Regions from separate parts of the Mus musculus genome. Here regions 1, 2 and 4 are each linked to region 3. A link is a contact called in public Hi-C and HiChIP or PLAC-seq data. All regions are on one chromosome and are shown on one strand. The core of a region is the stretch at or near the end of the contact, and the rest is flanking DNA. Distances in the headings are between cores, read along the strand shown.

The links. A called contact is a pair of places that touch in the nucleus more often than the background predicts. HiChIP or PLAC-seq counts read pairs in DNA pulled down with a chosen protein or histone mark.
Region 1: an H3K27ac HiChIP or PLAC-seq map of heart atrium shows a contact between it and region 3, with 6 read pairs. The contact joins two enhancer-like sites. A contact is called at or near these places in 6 of 484 Hi-C or Micro-C datasets (embryonic stem cells, haploid embryonic stem cells, liver and 2 more), 3 of 115 datasets of contacts at active chromatin or transcription factors (heart atrium, liver and pancreatic cancer cells) and 1 of 9 other capture datasets (adipose tissue).
Region 2: a contact with region 3 is called in a Hi-C map of liver, with 2.4 times the contacts expected there. The contact joins two enhancer-like sites. A contact is called at or near these places in 8 of 484 Hi-C or Micro-C datasets (the G1E-ER4 cell line, cardiomyocytes, embryonic stem cells and 4 more), 3 of 115 datasets of contacts at active chromatin or transcription factors (liver, pancreatic cancer cells and stem cell-derived neural progenitor cells) and 2 of 9 other capture datasets (adipose tissue and pancreatic islet).
Region 4: an H3K27ac HiChIP or PLAC-seq map of heart atrium shows a contact between it and region 3, with 5 read pairs. The contact joins two enhancer-like sites. A contact is called at or near these places in 2 of 115 datasets of contacts at active chromatin or transcription factors (extraembryonic endoderm stem cells and heart atrium) and 2 of 9 other capture datasets (adipose tissue and liver).

The regions. Positions count from the first base shown.
Region 1 is chr8:33,784,398-33,789,202 of GRCm38.p6, reverse strand. All of the region lies in intron 7 of Rbpms (RNA binding protein gene with multiple splicing), which reads left to right. Among named protein-coding and RNA genes, the nearest start is that of Smim18, 39 kb to the right of the region's middle. Within about 2 kb of position 2,677, at least 49 of the 459 cell types and tissues checked have an H3K27ac peak or open chromatin away from gene starts, as enhancers often do. A contact at or near this core is called in adipose tissue, heart atrium and liver, where this site is marked.
Region 2 is chr8:33,802,829-33,807,735 of GRCm38.p6, reverse strand. It overlaps Rbpms (RNA binding protein gene with multiple splicing), which reads left to right. Exons shown (of 8, transcript NM_001042674.2): 6 at 886-1,019. Among named protein-coding and RNA genes, the nearest start is that of Smim18, 58 kb to the right of the region's middle. Within about 2 kb of position 2,010, at least 54 of the 459 cell types and tissues checked have an H3K27ac peak or open chromatin away from gene starts, as enhancers often do. A contact at or near this core is called in adipose tissue, cardiomyocytes, liver and 1 more, where this site is marked.
Region 3 is chr8:33,975,547-33,980,157 of GRCm38.p6, reverse strand. No RefSeq gene overlaps it. Among named protein-coding and RNA genes, the nearest start is that of Gm39157, 9.7 kb to the left of the region's middle. Within about 2 kb of position 1,442, at least 78 of the 459 cell types and tissues checked have an H3K27ac peak or open chromatin away from gene starts, as enhancers often do. A contact at or near this core is called in adipose tissue, cardiomyocytes, heart atrium and 2 more, where this site is marked.
Region 4 is chr8:33,832,157-33,836,729 of GRCm38.p6, reverse strand. It overlaps Rbpms (RNA binding protein gene with multiple splicing), which reads left to right. Exons shown (of 8, transcript NM_001042674.2): 5 at 2,276-2,426. Among named protein-coding and RNA genes, the nearest start is that of Smim18, 87 kb to the right of the region's middle. Within about 2 kb of position 3,224, at least 82 of the 459 cell types and tissues checked have an H3K27ac peak or open chromatin away from gene starts, as enhancers often do. A contact at or near this core is called in adipose tissue, heart atrium and liver, where this site is marked.

The DNA.
Region 1 (4,805 bases), core at 1,428-3,927, 190 kb after region 3:
TTATTGATGGGTGCTTTTTGTATTGAAATAGTATCTTAAACTATGTAGCTCAGACTAGCCTTAATCTTGTCCTGCCTCAGCCTCTGTAGCCCTGGGAAAGTTCTATGCCACCATGCCCGGCAATGCGTCGCCATGCGTGGCCTTCTTAAGGCTGGCTCCATTCACATTAGTTACCCCAGTAGCACCATGGCCTATGGGGATTTCATATGAAAATGAAGCGCTTTTCTCGCTTTCACTTCCCAAGCCTTTGTTTGAAATTAGCAGTTTGTTGGAAGTCTGAGACATAACATATATGTTCCCTTCCTATCTGTCCAATTACATGAAGTGGAACGAAGCCATTTCTCTATCAGAGGACATTTTTATGAGGGTCTTCTGAAATCAGGATGAGAGTGTGGGATTCTCCAGGGGCTCCTCTCTGGCAGTGCTTTTCTGGCTGGTAAGCTTTGATGGCCTGTCTTTCAGGCTGTAGTAGGTTAGGAAGGCAGACTCTCACTATATGCCTCAGGCCAGTGTGAAACTTGGGAACTTCCTCCCTCCCTCCCTCCCTCCCTCCCTCCCTCCCTCCCTCATCCTTCCAAATGCGAGTGTACAGGTGTGTCCCACCCAGCCTGGCCCTCTGCAGAAGGCATTAAATGAATATAATGTTCATTACCAGAGACAGCCTACCCGCTGCTACCTCATATGGCAGCTTTCAGTGGCTTTGCAGAAATTGGCTGTGGGTAGCAGAACGCCAGGGACACTTCATGCCTCAGCCCAAATAAGGACGTGAATTTCATTCCTTCTGAGGTGCCTATAAAAAAAAGAGTCAAAGGGAGGCTGAGAGATTGCTGCTGAGGGTGGAGGATCAGGCAGCTGTCCAAGGAGGCCATTACCACATCTGGGGGGTCTTGAGTGACTTTATGCTGAGTACTTGGCACTTGTTTAGAAAGTGCGCACCTCCAACATTGTATTTTTCTGACATGTCATACATCACGTAGGACATTGGTGATTGCCCATTAGCTGTATGCCCTTGTAACTTCTCTCTTTTCGTCATGGCTCTCAGAGGGAGTGCCCATAATGTGTACCATCTTCGTGGGTGGGTTTGGTTTGAAGGGCTTTCCTTTCTCTGGAGTAATTTAAAGATCACCTTATAGCCTCTCTTGCAGTTTGTATGGCAGTGGGTTTTCCCCAGTGGGTTTTCTTTGTGCGCTAGGCCAAGTGCTCTCCCAGAGTTCCTTAGTGCTAGACATAAATGCAGTAACACATCCAAAATATGAGCTGTTCATGGCCCACCAGCCCATTTGTCAGAAGTAGGTGGGAACATCATACCTGATACCAGAAGGACCTAATATTAAAGTAGTAGGTGGAGGCAGGGGCTGAGGACTAGAGGGTCACGTGCCCCTGGAATGCTCACCAGGTGATGGCAGTGGGAGGGGGGTGGGGGGCACTGGTACTGTGGTTACAGACAGGCAAGAATGTAAAGGCTGTTCTTGTCTCCAATCTAAGGTGACACCGATCTAAGGTGATCTCATGTGAGCCATCCTTGTCAGACTGAGGCACACCTGAGCTGAGGAGGGAAGGTGGTCCATTTGCCCTTAGGGATAAAATGATGAGTAAACAGCCAGGGAGACTGGCTTCTACCGAAGACTACAAACACTGAAGTGTTTCAAATATTCACTTATCATAAATATGTGTGCTTGATTAAATTAAGCAGACAGGTATCAAAACTAATTTGCCAAATGTCTCCTGTTTACTTGGACTCGGGGCAGCAGGGCGGGGGTGGGGGGGAATATTTCTTACCTGACCTGGCGAAACTGAATGTCAGGTTAAAGTTAAGCTGTTAGGCAGAGCGCATGCAGATGGTGAAAGCAGGGTTGCGGGGAGAAGCTTAACTGGTCCTGGCCAGGAGTGTGGCTTAGCCATGTAGAAGCCCCAGACAGTTGTTCTCCTGTAAGTACCCTTCAGCTGTCAGTCAGCAGAGTGCCCTAGTGAGCTTACACATCAAAAACAGGTGAAGTCAAATGGCTTATATAGTTTATAAGCCAGTGGTTCTCAACCTTCCAACATGGCAACATGGCAAACCTTTAATATACTTGCTCATGCTGTGGTGACCCCCAGCCACAAAATTAATTTCATTCCTACGTCATAACTGTAATTTTGCTGCTGTTAAGAACTATATAAGTCTTTATTTTTCCATGGTCTTAGGTGACGCCCTGTGAAAGGGTCATTTGACCTACCCCCAGGTTGAGGATCAGTGCTTTAAACTATCAGTCTCCAATGGCTTCACATGTGAACAGCTGGGACTTCCCCCAACACATGCAACTTTGACATGATTGTTGCTGCTTTTAAATTGTAGGGTGTGTGTAGAAGCGGAAGTTGGGACAACCGTCAGGAGCTGGTTCAAGCGCAGGAGTCTGTCAGGTGTTTGCAGAGCCATGTTGCCAGCTGCGTTTTCCTCTGGGCTTGGAGAGATGATTTACACGCTGCTCTGGGCCCCCTTTCCCAAAGGCTCTCTGTATGAAAAGAATCTGCCCCTAGTCACCCCAGCCTGCTGTCCCTCTCTGTGGTGCTTTGTGTTCCCGGATGTCTTTGGATTCTGTTTAAATGTCCTTGTTAACACATTCCAAGGTTTGAACTCCATTCCTAGCTAAAGCTCTTGTTTACAGGGACTGAAATAGCTCGGTTCTGACCTTGTGTTCCGTCTGGGACATAGATGGCAGTGTGGCTACATTCTTTTCCCATGTGAGAATCACATCTCCACGGTTGGTTCTGGATAGCTGATGACTATAGTTTCTGCACTTCTCCTTTCCCAACTTCAAAAGCTCCTGTTAGAGGTGCAGCGCTTACTGCCCTACAGGGATCAGCTTCCTATAGAAGGCTGCCCCTGAGCTGGTTGTGCAGGGCCCTCTCTGCCGACTACAACATTGTTGAGAGAAAAGCCCTTCAGGATTGAGGGACCTAGAAAAGGTTGAGTTTTCAAAGACAGTTTATAAATGCTGGGGTAGAGGTAAAGGGTAAGAAAAGGGAAGGAGAAAAAAAGCTTGAGACAGAGTCTTGAATGTACCAAGGCATTGTTCTCAACCTGAAGGCCTCAACCCCTTTGGGGGAGTCCAACAACCCTCTTAGCGGGGTCACATCAAATATTTATATTGAGATTTATAACAGTAGCAAAATTAAAGTTACAAAGTAGTAACAAAATAATTTTCTGATTAGGGGTCACCATAACATGAAAGGCTCATAGCATTAGGAATGTTGAGAACCTATCTAAGGATAGGGAAAACCATTGAAAGAATCATTTTCATTTTGCTACTTAAGGCAAAATGGCTTTAGAATGAAAGTTAGAAGTTGGTGAGAGCTATGTTGGCATCTGTGTAAGGAACAGAGCTACCCAGGCCTTGGTGCAGGGATAGAGTGATGTTGAGAGTTGACTATGGAGCAGTAAGTAGGCCCAGTGCACAAAGGCTGTCGTAGACTGTTGTCCCCACTCCACCAGGCACAGCCCATAGCAGCAGGTTCCTGCCAATCCTGTCCTTTTTCTTGGGGTCTCTGTAAGCAGCATCACACTAAGTCACAGTTGCTGTCTCGCTTGCTGCGTTCCTAAGGTGGCTCTCTAAGCCAGGAGAATTGCAGATCCGTTCTGTTCTTGGAACCCTTGCAGCACAGTTTGATGGATTGTGCTCAGGGTTAGGAGGAGGTAGGACTTGTGGCATGTGTGGACCAGTTGTCTATGGGGAGCAAGGCAGGGGTGTGGAGACCACTGCTTCTGCAGAAGCCCCTTTGGCAGGTCAGTGATGTGAGGAAGTCAAACTAGGAGGCTAAGGCTCACCAAGGAACTACTGTTGCTGTCACCATAAAGGTGATGCCACCTTCTGCCCGAGTCCCACTCCCAGGGAGAGTGTGGTTCTTTGATGTCTATTAGATTTGAAAATAATAAATGGAACTCTGACTATCCCAGGCCCATGCCTATGGATTAAAGGCACCCCCCATCTAGAGATGGAGTCTCCTCACTTGAGCATCACAGGGCACTAAATGGGAGAATGCCAAGAAGCAGAGAGAATTCCCTAAAGAGGTTTAGTTGTTTATCCCTGCTAGATAAATGCTTCCAACTCAGAATGCTGCTGCCAGAGGACAGGGAAAAGGAAGTGGTCACTCTGTACAAGGCTAAAGCATTCCTACGGTTCTCTACAGGAAGTAGCTGTTGATGTGCCAAGATTCCATATTTGCAACAACTGGGAGAGACAGAAAAGCATAGAGTAATAGCACAGTACACTGATGCATGTCAGTTTCTGCTCTGGAAAGCTGTGCACAACTTGCTTTGTCTTTCCAAACTCCACAGGTGATTGTATTTGGCCCTTAAAGCATGTAGGCATTATTGTTACAACGTAAACATTTCTCTGTACAGAGATATGTATATCTCTTCTGTGTTGCGTCTAACCTGTCAGTAAAATGGAAGTTGGGGATTATAAAATGAATGACAGAATAAAATGGGCTTACAGAGTATCCCAGGCAGCACTACAGAGCTTGGGTGCCAGAACCAAGGCTGGCAGTACTCAGCGGGAGGACTGAGGAATGTGAGCAAGCTCCTCTCAGATAAAAAAATCCAGGACCAGTCTCAGCTCTGCCACAAAGCAAAATACACAAGCCTTTGTTAAAACTTCAGGGAAAGGAGGGACTTTTGTCTTTATTTTAGTGTGTGGAGATGGGAAGGAGAGGACGTCTCGCAGGAATCTGTTCTCTACCACATGAGTCCCCAGGATTGAACTCAGGTCACTGACAGCTAATGTTTACCCACTGAGCCATCTGTCTAGCTGGGCCTCTTGCTTTTT
Region 2 (4,907 bases), core at 761-3,260, 170 kb after region 3:
AGGTGAGAAAAGCAAATACCGAGACTGCTGCTTCAAGGTCCAGCGAGCGGTCGTGGGTCTGCTCGTGCAGAGCTTACTGCTTTTAACAGCTTGCTCACGGATGCAGTGGGCTGCTGGGCAGTGGACCACTGCAGGTTGGCTTGAATAGAGTCTGGGCTACACAGGGAACTTTTAGCCCAGGCAGTCAGAAGAAGCCACTTATAAACCTCCTTACTCCATCTTTCGGGAGATTCAATTGGGACATTCAGGACATTTTAGTTTGTAATGTTCTAAGTGTCCTGTGGTCCCAGTATTTGGCCCTGTACTTTGAGGACAAAATGGAAAGTGCCTTATCATGGTTTATTTGGCCATAACAATACTGATATCCACACACACGGCCTTGGAGGTCTGGCCTGTTGGGGTCCCGCCGGTAACCCATCGTTCCCTGAAAGGCATGCAGAAGGTTCTCGTGAGATGTCTCCTGCAGGCACACACTGTGTCTGTCTGTCTGTCTGTCTGTCTGTCTGTCTGTCTGTCTCTCTCTCTCTCTCTTCCATTCCTCAGGGGACCATGCTCTGTTTCAGCAGGAAGTTCCCACTGTTCTTGGGTCCCCAGCTAAAAAGCTGGAGAGACAACACAGCTTCGAGGGCAGAGCCCAGACCCACGACCGACCTCGCCAGGCAGGCAGCAGACGCTAAACAAATTTGCTCTGTACTTAAAGTGCTTTGCTTAGAGTTTGTGGGAAGCAAAGCATCAGATTGTGGGGGGGAGGAGGACGAGGAGGAGGAGGGTGTTTGACCTCTGACCTCTGGCATTGATCGGGCTCAAGGGTTGCTGGGTGTTAGTTTTCCGATGTGAACACAGCCCTGTGGTAACCTCTAACTCTCCCTTATTCTTCTCTTGCAGATGAGCTCACAGTACCTGCACTTTACCCCAGTAGCCCTGAAGTTTGGGCCCCGTACCCTCTGTACCCAGCGGAGTTAGCGCCTGCTCTTCCTCCTCCTGCCGCTTTCACCTACCCCGCTTCACTGCATGCCCAGGTAATTTATGCCCATCGGCCACCTCTCCACTCACCCCACCACCAGCCCTTTCAGACCCGGTCCCCCAGAGCACACCATGTGACTAACACCTACCCAGCTAACAGATCCACCTCCAGGAAGTGAATGGTTTCCCTCTCCGACCAGCTGACCCCCTTCCGGGACCTCCGAGGACCATCTGACAGCCATGACCCCACCCACTGCCTGATGTCTGCCCCCAAAGGACCACCTCTCTCTTCCCTAATGATCTCACCCTCATGCCACACTCAAAGACCGAGCAGGTTTCCCTCCTTGGCTCCCAGCTAGCAAAAGGGCACCACAGGGGCATAAGGCGTGCGTGAGTGCGTGTGTCCATGCATCCGGTGTGGAAGGGAGGCGTGCACTTGACACAGGTTTTAATGTGTGCTTGGCGTGTGTGGATTAAAAGGCTTGCGCTCTTGTCCCCAGGGAGCTGAGAGACCAGAGAGAGGCTTCCATGGAGAAGCCTGAAACATATTCTAGGAAAGACAAAAGCTTGTTCATTGCCCAGTGTGTGGCAAAGGTAGCCATCTGCTGCGAGCTTCTCTTGCTTAGTTAAGAACAGTCTGAGGCATAGGAAGGTTCCTCTCCCCCGGATGCTGTGGTTCCCTGAGGTCTGTCTCGTATGAGGATAATAATCAGAGCTGACCTTCACCCTTGGAAGTAACCCCTCATTTGATTGACCTATGGAAAATGCCAGTCATTAACAAGTAAAACACTTGTACGTATTTCTCACTAATCCTCCATTCCGCCTGGCCTTTTAAAACTTGCGGGGCTATGGGGCTGACGAGATGGCTCCTCAGGCTTGCTGCCAAAGCCTGTGTTCAGTCCTCAGGACCCACACGATGGAAGAGAGAACTGACTTCCGGTTGTCCCTTGCCTTCTACACACAAATGCACACTAGACAAATACAGTCGATCTTTTTAGCTTATCAGCCCGGTCAGGTGGGGCTATGTTTATTTTGCCTGGTATTTGTTTCCAGGGCTTGGTGAAACATGTTGCACAGGACAGTCCTGGTTAAGGCCCCTGTAAGAAACCCCTGTGAGCAGCCCCAAGTGCTTAGGGCTGAGTGCTCTTTAACTCTAAATCTGACAGAGCAGTGGGTTTCTTGCCTGCATTGGCAGCTGCCCTTCTGAGCTGCTCTCCGGGGGCCTATCAGCTGTAGGCAGGCAGGAAGCCCTCAGTCAGTGCCTGTGCCACAGGCCAAAATATCCTCCCTGGGGAAGCTACACAGCAGTGTGAGGAATGAGGAAAAACGTGCTGAAGGTGGCAGGGAGTGGCCGGCAGTGGCCGTGGTCCAGGAAACAAGCTGAAGTCAACGACCAGACGTGCCTTTTGCTTTTCTGTGCTCTGCCCAGTATCCCTGCCTCAGTATTCAGTAGCCGTCATAGCCGACAGATAGCGGGCAAGTGGGGGGCTAAATTGTGACTGTCTGTCACTTAGTCCTTTATATTTTTGATCTTTGTTGACAGCAAAGAGCAACTAAAAGCCCCTTTTGTGTGTGTCCCATACCTCATGTGCGGGTGCTGTGCCCCCTCTCAAAAGGAGCAACCAACAGTTGAGGCCACTAGGGGCAGGCATGCATCATAGAATGATAGAAGGTTACACATAGTCTATAGAATCTGTGGCTTTGGGTAGTCCGCAACCAGGCCATTCACCACTGCCCTGGAGAATCAGGACCTGGCAGTGTCCAGAAAGAACGGGGATCGCTGGCTCTGGTCCTGATGTAACAGATGGACTCAGGAGTGACTGGGGAATATGGAGGGTGAAGGTTCTAACAAGGATCTCGTGGGAGAGTTAGGAAGTCTACGCCACTGAGAAAGGATGGAGAGACAGTGCAAGATTCGCTGGATCTTGGCCGTGTGCCTCACTGGCTCGCATCACCTAGATGGCCCCCTTCTCTTGAGACTTACCCAGCCCGGCATCCTCTTGACTCAGCCATCAGCCTAGACTGGGTGGAACTCTGACCTGCGGTGGTGAGAGGCCTGTGTCTTGGAATCCCACTTCTTCTCTGGAGTCACTTAAGAGAACATTCTTGTCGAATGTATTGGTCCAGGCTGGGACTTGGAGTGACCCAGTAGAGGCTTTATAGACAGCAGGCCCAGCCCATTGTACAATGAGGAAACGGGTCTGAGAAGATGGAAGGTTGTCCCCAAAGCGCAGCGCTTCCACAGGTGACCCGAGCAAGTGTCACCTGTTCTCCTTGCTGGCTAACACAGCAAGGCGCTGGCTCACCAGAGACTTGCTCTTACTGGAATTTCGGAGAGGCCTCGCTCTAATGACTCCTTGGAACTTTCCCCTCTAAGTAGATGAGAAATCTGTCAGAAGAGACTCTGAGGCAAAGATGGCTTCCGAGATGCTAACTGGAGGGAGCAGAGTGGGCGGCCCCTTACTAGCCGAGTGGTGTTTTGTTCTGGAAACTTAATGTTTTGGAGAGTCTTCTAGTTTTATTTTTTATTTTTTTTATTTTTTGATTGTTGTGCTCTGTTTTGAGACGTGGATTTTTTTTTTTCTTCTAGTGTTTCTCTCCAGAGGCAAAGCCCAACACACCTGTCTTTTGTCCACTTCTTCAGCAGATTAGATTTGTCTCTGGGAATGTGTTTGTCACATATCAACCTACTGCAGACCAGCAGAGGGAGCTCCCGTGTTGAATTTATTAGCAACCCCCTCCCTCCCCCTTTTGCAAAAAAAAACTATTTCTTGATAATATTTGAGAGCTTTCAATAAAAATTTTAATCAGAGCAAAAAAAAATGGTCTCAAGTAGACTACAGCGTTTTTGGTTTTTTTTTTTATGTTTTCACGGTGCTACAATTTTGGAGCCGAGGTATTTCATCTCTGGCTGAGGTTTGTGAGGGAGGACCAGGCCCATAGCAACTGAGTTGTATGTCCCATGGGAGCAGACTCTGAAAGAGTGCCCCAGGAGACTGTGCCCAGGGCCCGGGCCTCATCGACGCTGCTGCCTGTTTCTTGAGCTCCGGAGCCACCCTGAGTTTTACACTAGAAGATGCTCGTGCCAACAAGTCATCCGCCACCGGAAGTGCTCGCATCCGAACAAGGCTGACAGATCTCCCTAGTGGACACATCCTCCTTGCCTTCCTGCTCTGCTCCTAAGGAAGGGAGGAGCCAAGAAACGGGACCTGCCCTTAAAACGGAGTTGGATCCACTTCTGGTTCAATTCTAGCCGTGAGCAGCCATTCTCCGCTCTGGTTTAAAGGTCTTTCTGTGCCACCAGATGCCAGTGGTTCTGATCTAATGGTGGCACACACCTGTCATCCCTGTGCGTGGGAGGCAGAGACAGAAGACTCCAGAGCGCCTAGCCAGCCTGTGCTTTAGTAAGATTCTTTCACAACTCCCACCTTCTCCAAGTTGGATGAAGAGACAGGACAGCAAAGCACGGGTGCTGCCTTAGCATTTTATACAGAGAATGGTGTGGCTCTGTAGCCAGTGTCAGAAATCTGTCATTAGCATTTTTAAATGATTATCTAGCCTCAAGGCCATGGATGTGTAACGTTTGCAAACTACACTGTGTGACTCACTGGGCAGCAGAGACATGTTTCATCTTCCACTTTCCGGAAGGGGAAGACGACATACAGACCCTCGGTCACCGGTCTGCCTTGTGAATCTGCTGGTCTCACCTCATAGCATTGGTGGAGCCCCTGTCCCCCACCCCCACTAGAGCAGCCCCAGAGCTGGGCCTGAATGATTGTCAGGGAAGCGAGGTCGAGGAAGGTCCTGAGGTCAGCTGTTTCAGGGGGCTCCTCCCCAAGGGACAGACACTCTGTAAATTATTGCAGACTTCTCAGGTGTGCATCTTGAGACATCCCTGAGGCACCCCTGGAAAATTTTTTTTTAGAGGTTTCACTCCAAACAAA
Region 3 (4,611 bases), core at 193-2,692:
TGCACATCCGTATGTGAGTGCCTAACGGATCTCCTGGAACTGAGGTTCCGCGTGGTTATGAGCCACAGTATGGTGTTGGGTTCTGGGAACTGAACTCAGTTCTCTGCAAGACCAGCAATGCTTGTAACAGCTGAGCCATCTCTCTAGCTCTCTATAAGGTATTCCAATCTACTCCTTTTAAACTGAGAACCTCTATTTATACATAGCATGTCTCCCCCAACATATGCATGTTAATATATAATTACACATAAACTGCTTCCAGACATGAAACGTCCATGTATAAAGAGCTGTCAACACGTATTACTTATTACTCAGACTTACCTCTATTTCTTATCAGGAGATTAAAGAAGATGAACAAATGTTTCTAATATTTTCCTTCTGAGCTCCTTGAAGTATTTCTGCTTGTGAGCCTTCAGTCTAGATATTTTGTTTGTTTTTTGCCAAGAGAATGGTCAGTTCAACGACTCTGGCTGCATTACAGCGGGAGCAAAGGCATCAGGACTTACAGGAATGAGATATCTAATAAATACCACCATCTCTGAAAAACCACGCGTCTATTGGTAGATAGAAAGCTTTAGATGTGTGCTTTTCTCAAACGAGGTTAAAAGTATGCTCAAGAAAATCCGAAAATTATGCAGCCCATAATGAAGAAGAGGCAGGGAAGGCGGTTTAAAAAAAAAAAAATCTCATCATTGAATTTACTAATGGAATTTGATTAAAACTTACTATGAACCAGTTAAGCACTATGGGCTAGGCATTGGGGGTTGGGGGTGTAGTAAGAAGAAGGCAGGTGAAGAGGAAGAGGAGGGAAACCAACCAAAGGTTGTGGAGTTTTGTGGAGCTAAGTGTGGCACACAGAACTCACCAGAAGAGAACAAGTATCAGATTATAAATCGCGACCTAGAGAAGAGGCTGCGCAACCCAGCCGTGGAATGATAAGAGCAGGTGGTCGCTTCGGGTAACTTCCTTGACCAGACCCCTCAGATAGGATCTCTATCCCAGGAGCTGAAGTCGGAGGAGAGATTGCCATGTAGAAGAGGCAAATGGCAGGCTGCCAGAGACAACGCAGAAGAACCCCCCCCCCCCAGGCCTCCTAAATCAGAGGGCAAGCTCGGTCTTTCAGATGCCCTTGAAGCCAATCATGTCTGTCAGTGATGCCCTCATCAGTGTCTCCGGAGTTATTTTAGGTACATGATAGAGACAGCAGACTCCAAGAACAGCGATTCCTTTGGTGTAGCGTCCTCGACGCAGGCTCCTTAGCAAGCGGGACAGATGATGTTAACGCTAGAGACAGGCTGGCCACTGGTCCTGCCCTCCTGGGTGAGCAGTCATCACTGCCCACACCAGAAATAGCAGAACTGCTGGATCTAAAGCTATTCAAATTCCCAGCGAGCACCTGTCTAATCTCACAGGAAGCCTGTGGAATGAGTCACGTGGAGGTCCCATGCCCGCTGAGGCGAGGCAGGGCAGGCGGATTTATGATGCACTATCATCTAGGGATCACGTTCTGCCCAGTAGGTCTGGCTAAGTAAGTGCTGTCAGGAATCCCGTGAAGAGCTTTGCTGGAGAGGGAGGCAGATAACTGGCTGGTGGCCTCTAAGTGAATCCAGATGGGGTGGCAGGTAACGCTCAGGGGAGGGGCCCAGTCTGCAAACCCACTTAACCCCCAGACGCCTGGGATTAAAACTGTTGCTCCTTGACTGTTTAGTTGTGCTTGCTCTTTGTATGCACTTAGATAAGAAAGGTTGAGGAGAAATCCCCCAGAATGCACCTCAGAAAAATAGGAACTTTAAATCACCTTTGAAGCCCAATGTGTCCCACGTTCCGGGGTCTTGGGGAAGAGCAAGAGTCGTTGCAGCTCTGAAAGAATAGTAAACGTTGCTCTCGAAAAGTCTGTGAAAACCAGCAGGAAGGAAAGTCCCTTTTGTTTGTTTACAGAGAGATAAGCCTGAAGCCAATTTAAAAAATAATCATTAAAACAATAAACAGTAAAAATAGAGAAAAGTGTATTTCTCATGGGAAAAGATCTAGAAGAGATGTTTTTAACCGAAAAGTTGTCAGTTCTTTTTTAAGTTTTAGATTTATTTTATTTCATGTGTGTAGGTGTTTTGTCTGTCTGTATGTATGTGTACTACATGCATGCTTGGTGTCCAGAGAGGCCACAAGACAGCATTGGATCCCCTGGAACTGGAGTTAGAGCTGTGAGCCACCAAGTGGGTGCTGGGAATTGAACTCATGTCCTCTGCAAGAGCAGCCAGAGCTCTTGATCAAGCCCTCTCCAGTCCTCAGCGCTTTCAATAACTTCAGGTCAACATGGCACACAGCATATTTGGCTGTATAAATGTGATTCCGGTCATTGTCAATAAAACAGGCAGCAACCAAGTGTGGCAAAGTTCAAGAGGGAACAAGGCTGTGAGTCAGGAGATCCTTGCTTGATTTCACCTCCAGTGCAACCCCAAGACAGATGGGCAACGGGTAAGAGTTAAAAAGAAAGAAGGCAAGGATATGACCAAACTAACTTCAATAATATATTTATTTATTTATTTGTTTGTTTGTTTGTAAAGATTTGTTTATTTTATGTATCAGTGCACTGTAGCTGTCTTCAGACACACCAGAAGAGAGCATATGATCTCATTGCAGATGGTTGTGAGTCACCATGTGGTTGTTGAGAGTTGAACTTAGGACCTTTGGAAGAGCAGTCAGTGCTCTTAACCACTGAGCCATCTCTCCAGCCCCAGGAAAGTGGTTTTATAGTATGTATGTAACTGGTCCTATGATCTGAGGGACTACTGATGTTTGGGAAAAGACACACACACACACACACACACACACACACACACACACACACACTACACACACATTCACTCACCTCCCCACCTGCTGTAGGACGGACTCTGAAGTTCAGTTTCCTTTCCTGTGTCTTAGAAAATTAGAAAGACTCCAGGGAGCATTGTGAGCATTTAACTGTGCAACAGAAATGGACAAGCCCCAGAGTTAGGGTCAGTGATTTCTTGTGGTTCCAGAAAGTGCAAGCATTCATAGAAAAGAAAAAACAATTAAAGAAAACCAGTATTCAGGGGCTGAAGCAACGGCTCAGTGGTTGAGAGCACTTGCTGCTCTTTCAAAGGACCTATGTTTGGTTCTCAGAACCCACATGGCAACTACCAACTCTCCATATCTCCAATTCCAGCACCCTCTTCTGACCTCCTCAGGCACCAGGTGCGTGTGTGTGTGTGTGTGTGTGTGTGTGTGTGTGTGTGTGTGTGTGCGTGTGTACACACTGTATAATCACACACACACACATAATAACAACAGAAACAACAAAACCCTGTGAGTGAAACCGGTTTCCCTGTGCATATTGATCAGGTTCTCTCCGTTGCCCTACTTCTTTTCTATCTGGACCCTCACTCCTTGGATGTCTATGGGGTCAAGAAAAAGAATGGCCTGGGCGCTGCCTAACAGGCGAAGTTTGACAAGGAAGTCCCTCCCACACATGGAAGCTAATCTGAAATCATTTGCCTATGAGCCAGTTTCCCACCAACATCAGGAGTCAAAATTTAAATAGATAAAAAGAGTGAGTCTCAGTTCTGGTCTATACACGTCAGCTTCCACACTTTAAGCCGGGCTGGGAAGACAGCAAGTGCACAATTAGTGTGCTGTGCATTTGAGTCCTGAGTTTATACCACTGCTATCTTCATCAGTTCAAGCTGCTGTGTGATTCAAAAAAGAAAGAGAGAAAAAAAAAAGAAATCTCTTCATGATGACATAGTCTCTGATTTGTTTTTTGATTTAAGTCTTTGATTACCTCTCCATTAATCAAAATATAGTAAAGCTTGTGTGGTGGGGTATGAATACAATCACAGCACTCAGGGGGCTAAAACAGGAGAATTGCCACAAGTTCAAGGCCAGCTTGGGCTACATAGTGAGTATCAAACTGGCTAGTTCACAGTAGTTAATAGTTAGACCCAGTTACAAACGAGTTAATAGTAGGACCTTATCTCAAAATGTGTGTGTGTGTGTGTACACAAGTCTGTATCAAAAAATTACATATTTATATATCCTTGAGTTTATGAAGAAAGATGTTTCAAAAATATCCACAAAATTGGGCTGTAGTGACGCACGCCTTTAATCCCAGCACTTGGGAGGCAGAGGCAGGTGGATCTCTGAGTTCAAGGCCAGCCTGGTCAACAGAGCAAGTTCCAGGACAGCCAGGGCTACACAGAGAAAGCCTGTCTTGAAAAAGCAAAACAAACTCCACAAAATGCTCTTGTGTCTCCTTAGGTAAAGCCTAACTTCCCACCTGGGATCACATCCAGCCCAGGGCAGAGCTATGTGTGAGTAGAGCTGTCTCAGTCAAGTGTGGGACGCAACTGCTAATTCTAACCAAGAAGAGGAATCGTTTCCACCGTCTCTAAAACACTCAGAAAGAGACGAATGGACTTTCAGGGGCTTTTCCAAAAGCAAAATAAAAAGAGAAAGGAGGTAGTGTTGAGTCTGGGGAAATCTGGCTACCTGAACTAATTTTAGCCAAAGATATAAAATGTAAGTTTAACCAAAAGCAAAATATAAGCAGAGGTAGGTTAGTTTGAGGCTAGCCTGGTCTACATAGAG
Region 4 (4,573 bases), core at 1,975-4,474, 150 kb after region 3:
GAGGCTTGTCATCTCTCCTCGGGTTGATACAGGCTCAGGACTAAAGGATGCTTCAAAGAAGGTTGGTGGGGGTTAGTGTAGGAAAGAACTTTGTGAATTACGTGCTGCTGCTGTGTCTGATGTGCTCTGGTGTGAATGCACAGGGTCTTCTGGAGGAACAACGGTTACCTCTCAGCAAAGGCACCGCAGTAGTCCGTAGTTGGGAATAGTTGATTGTAAGGGCAACACAGTTCTTTGTTTTGTTTTCCTTCAACACAGGGTCTCACTCTGTAGCCCATGCGATCCCCGAACTCATGATAATGCTATGGCCTCTGTTTCCTCCCATGAGCTACGATTCCTGACGGGAGCTGGTGGTAACAGGTGTGGTGGGAGGAAGTGGCTCTCAGTTGTACGATCCCAGAAGCAATTGCTGCTCCAGGCAACAGCCTTGTCTCCCAATGTATGTTGTGGGAGTACAGTCAGACAGTTTACTAACTAAGGGTCCTGAGTTATTGTTTTGTTTTGTTTTTATTTTTTTAATTAATTTATTTATTTTATTTATATGAGTACACTGTAGCTGTCTTCAGAGACACCAGAAGAGGGCGTCAGATCCTATTACAGATGGTTGTGAGCCACCATGTGGTTGCTGGGAATTGAACTCAGGACCTTTGGAAGAGCAGTCAGTGCTCTTAACCACTGAGCCATCTCTCCAGCCCCCCGTCCCCCAAGTTTGATTTTTTTTTTTTTATATTTCATAAACCTGGTCCTTCTCTTTTTGACCTTGCTGGTTAGATGTATACAGATGCAGTGCTCACTGCCCCTCCTAGTGTTATCTAGCCTTAATGGTTGTCTTCTCAGAAAATAACCAAGTCAGGACTAGGTTCTCCTACTGCAGGTTATCTCTGGGTCAGGGCTGTTGTCTGCCCGCAGCTGCCCAATGCGGGTTCTGGTGACTGTCAGTCACTGGCTCTTCCTGTGTCTTTGGAGCCGAACCTGTGAAGTTCAGAGTCACTGGTCTGCAGAGCTACGAGAGTCTTACTAGTTTCCTATAAAACCAGTCCTAACTTTTCTTTAAACGAAGAAAGGCGGGTATCGTGTGGTGCACATACAGGAAAGTCTCGAGTTAAATGAAAACTAAGGAAGGGTTGTGGGGACCTCTTGGCCACAGAAATGAAAAGTTTGTATTCTTAGCATAATCCAATTTTAGGATTGAGACAGACGCGGGGTCTGATCTGGTGTGTCTTTTTGACACTGTTGGTAGTACTCAGATTTCCTGGCATTGAACGGTTTCCACTAGATTGCTAGTTTTGCTTGGTCATGGAGACGTTCTTGAGTGAGGGAGTCCTGAAGCCCACTTGATGTGTAGATCTTGTAGTTTAGAGTGCCTGGAGTCCGCTTTCCTAAACATGGTCTTTGTTGTTTTCTCTTGGTGGGGCAGGAGTTTTTTCTTGTAGCCCTAGCTTTCCTGGACTTCACTCTGCAGACCAGGCCAGCCTCAAACTCAGAGCCACCTGCCTCTGCCTTTCTGGCTGGTATTGAAGGCGTGCGCTAACATACTTGCTGAAAGCTTTTCTTGCTTTTTAAAGGTCAGTTGCAGTGATGGGGATGAGCAGCTCAACTTGATTTCATGTCAGGCTTATGGAATCCGTTGTTGTATCTTGAAAGCCAACCATAAAAGACTTCTTCGGGATTTCACCACTCCTGAGTCTAGCAAATTCATGAAGTACCTAGAATCAAATGATAACGGTTACATTCGACATGCTCTAGCTATGTGTTCCCAGCATGTGTGGCCTTGTACTGCCTTTGTAAAGCTGAATTGGAGACAGAATGCCTTTTCTCTATGGGAACCACGCTAAAAGCACTGAAGACTTCACCGTTAATGTCCATTCAGAGTGCAACCTCCTCCAGATTTCAGTGTCATTCTCCAGTGCTGCCCCTCGCCAGTGTCACTCACTGGGGCACAGTCATAGTCTTCATGCTTAGTAGCAGCCGCCCGTCCATGCTTTTAAGCTGTGTTAGGAACTTGTTGGTTGGGATTTTTAAATCAGACTGGAGAATGGTCAGGAAGAACGGGGATGTTTGCATGTCTACGTAACTGAAGAGCCTAGTGGCCAAGTCTGCCTGGCTCCCTGGCCATGTTGCACTGTGAGTTTTGTGTGTTCTGGGTAAATGCTGAGGCTGAGAGCCCTTGCCAACCCCATTCCCTGATAGGTCAGAGTTTATGATGTGTTTACTTTGTCACCATTCTGGTTTACATCTTCCCCTTTGTTCTTTCTTTCTTTTTTTTCTTCCAAAGGGCATCCGCTTCGATCCTGAAATCCCGCAAACGCTACGACTAGAGTTTGCTAAGGCAAACACGAAGATGGCCAAGAACAAACTCGTAGGGACTCCAAACCCCAGTACTCCTCTGCCCAACACTGTACCTCAGTTCATTGCCAGGGAGCCATGTAAGTCGATCTACTCCTCCTTTTGAAAATCAGCCACAGCAAAGGACTGTTAAGAGGTGCTTTCGAGACGACACCGTGGGCTGCCAGGCTAGCTGGTTCTTGTTTTCCATGTTGGTGAAGAAATGGCCTGTTCCTCCTGTCTAAATTCTGAGGGCACTCTTGTTGGAGATCGGCCATTGTAGAACAGTGCTTCAGCTCGAGCCGAGATACGCCTTCCAGATTTGCATCTCCTGGGCTGGCTTGCTGTGCCGTTGGCCCCTGGGAGGGTGGCCTGGAACTGTCGTCCCCCCTGCCCTCGTTCTTGGGAAGAGCAACTGGGTTACTGCACTGACGTACTCTGCCCAAGGACACCAGTTCCTTGGCTTTGGAGAAATACTGAAAGTAAAAGAAACTGATGTTTGGGAGCAAGCTGACCTGTGTTGAGCACCGTAGGGGAGCAGTGGCCGCATAGAGGGTTTGTAGTAGACGCGGGCAGTCCGCTCAGCATTCCAGGTCCAGTGAAGCTTTAGCAAAGTCTGGTGTTCTGTTTCGAATTATTTAAGGACGCTGGCTAATTGTTGAGCGAGATTTTTGCCTCACGTGATCGAGCTTATGCCTTTAACTGTGGAGATGAAGACTTCTGCCTTTAGTGAGTAACTTCAGAGGGGCTGACTTCATTTTCTTTGTTCAGCTCTATCAGTGGCAGAACTGAGGCGTGAGATAGACTTTAAGTTTTTCCTTTCATTACGGAGCCGTATGTGATTGGATGTGGCAGGGCACTCCTAGCCGTGCAGGCTACGCACAGTTAGCCGGAATGTTCTGCCTCGTGGTTCCTGTCTTCTTCCAGAGCACGCAGTCCTGACCCTCTCTGCCGGCCTCCCCGGCCGTACCCTTCTCTGCGTAGTTAAAAGGCACGTGGCCTCCTCGCTCACCCCGTGTCATATGCGTGTCGAATTCAATCAGATCCTCCCGAGAGCTAATTATCTGGAGCCCCAGTCAGCTTAAGAAAGCTGGCGCTGGCAGGGAAACAGGAGATAAGAGCTTCATCCCTGCCACTGCCAAACACAAAGGTCCTTGTGAAGCCAGAAAAGAAAGTCATCGTGGGGAAGGGTAGGGGTGGTGGGGTGTGTTTTTTTCTTTTTTGTCTCTTAGAGAAGCTTGCCTATTTAGGAAGGAAATCTAAACAGCTGCATTTTATAGAGCAGTTGCATTACAGAGGATACAGCCAGTCCTTTCTGATATACGTATTTATTTATAAACAAACCTATATTAAAATACGTGGATGAGTAGATTGAGGTTTGAATTTTGATGTCTTAATCCTGGAAATATGTACACTTATGTTTCTTTGTGTCTGGAAGTTTTCTTTCTTGACAGGACATTTACAAAAAATACTTTCGGATGCTTTGGGGTTTTTTGTGTATAGAAATTGCCTGCCTTGGTTCTCATCCCATGAACGTGATTGATTCAAATAGGAAGTGTCGCCGTGGTGACAAATTAAACTTCAGCTTTTCGTATCTATGCTGACTGCTTTTCATAGAATTCAAACCTGTGCAGAATGTATCTAAGGATGAGAGAGACGGCCTGCTCCCAAAGCTACATCCGGGTGGCACACTGGCCACCCTTAGGCCCTTGAGCGCATGTCGGCAGAGCTCAGCTCTCTGTTCATTTATTTCCCTTGCATGGCAATAGAACAGAGTTCTGAAGTGTTCAGATAGTCTCCATGGCACAGTGAAAACTCCTGGGCAGCTCCTGGCAAAACAAACTTGAAGCTGGATGTGGTGGTGCACACCTGTAATCCCAGCACGGGGTGGTGGGTGCTGGGGTGTGGTGAGATGAGGTAGAAGGTGGCAAGAGGTTTGAGGTCAGCTTGAGCTACATAGTGGGTTTTGGGGTACCCTCCCCAAAACCCTGTCCCCACAACTACAATCAGAAAGCCTTTTTTTCCCTCTCTTTTTTTTTTTTTTTTTTTTTGGAAAACCCAGATAACAGTGATTCTTGAGAAAATTAAAGTAAGCATGCTTTCCCTTTATATAGCTCCTTTTTACGACAGCCTTGACAAACAGCCTGTGACTCAGCTGACCTTATCATCCATCCACCAGAGGTCCCTCTGGGAACTGTGACTTTTGTATCCTATTTAGCATCACTGTTTTCTGAGAATCCTATCCCAG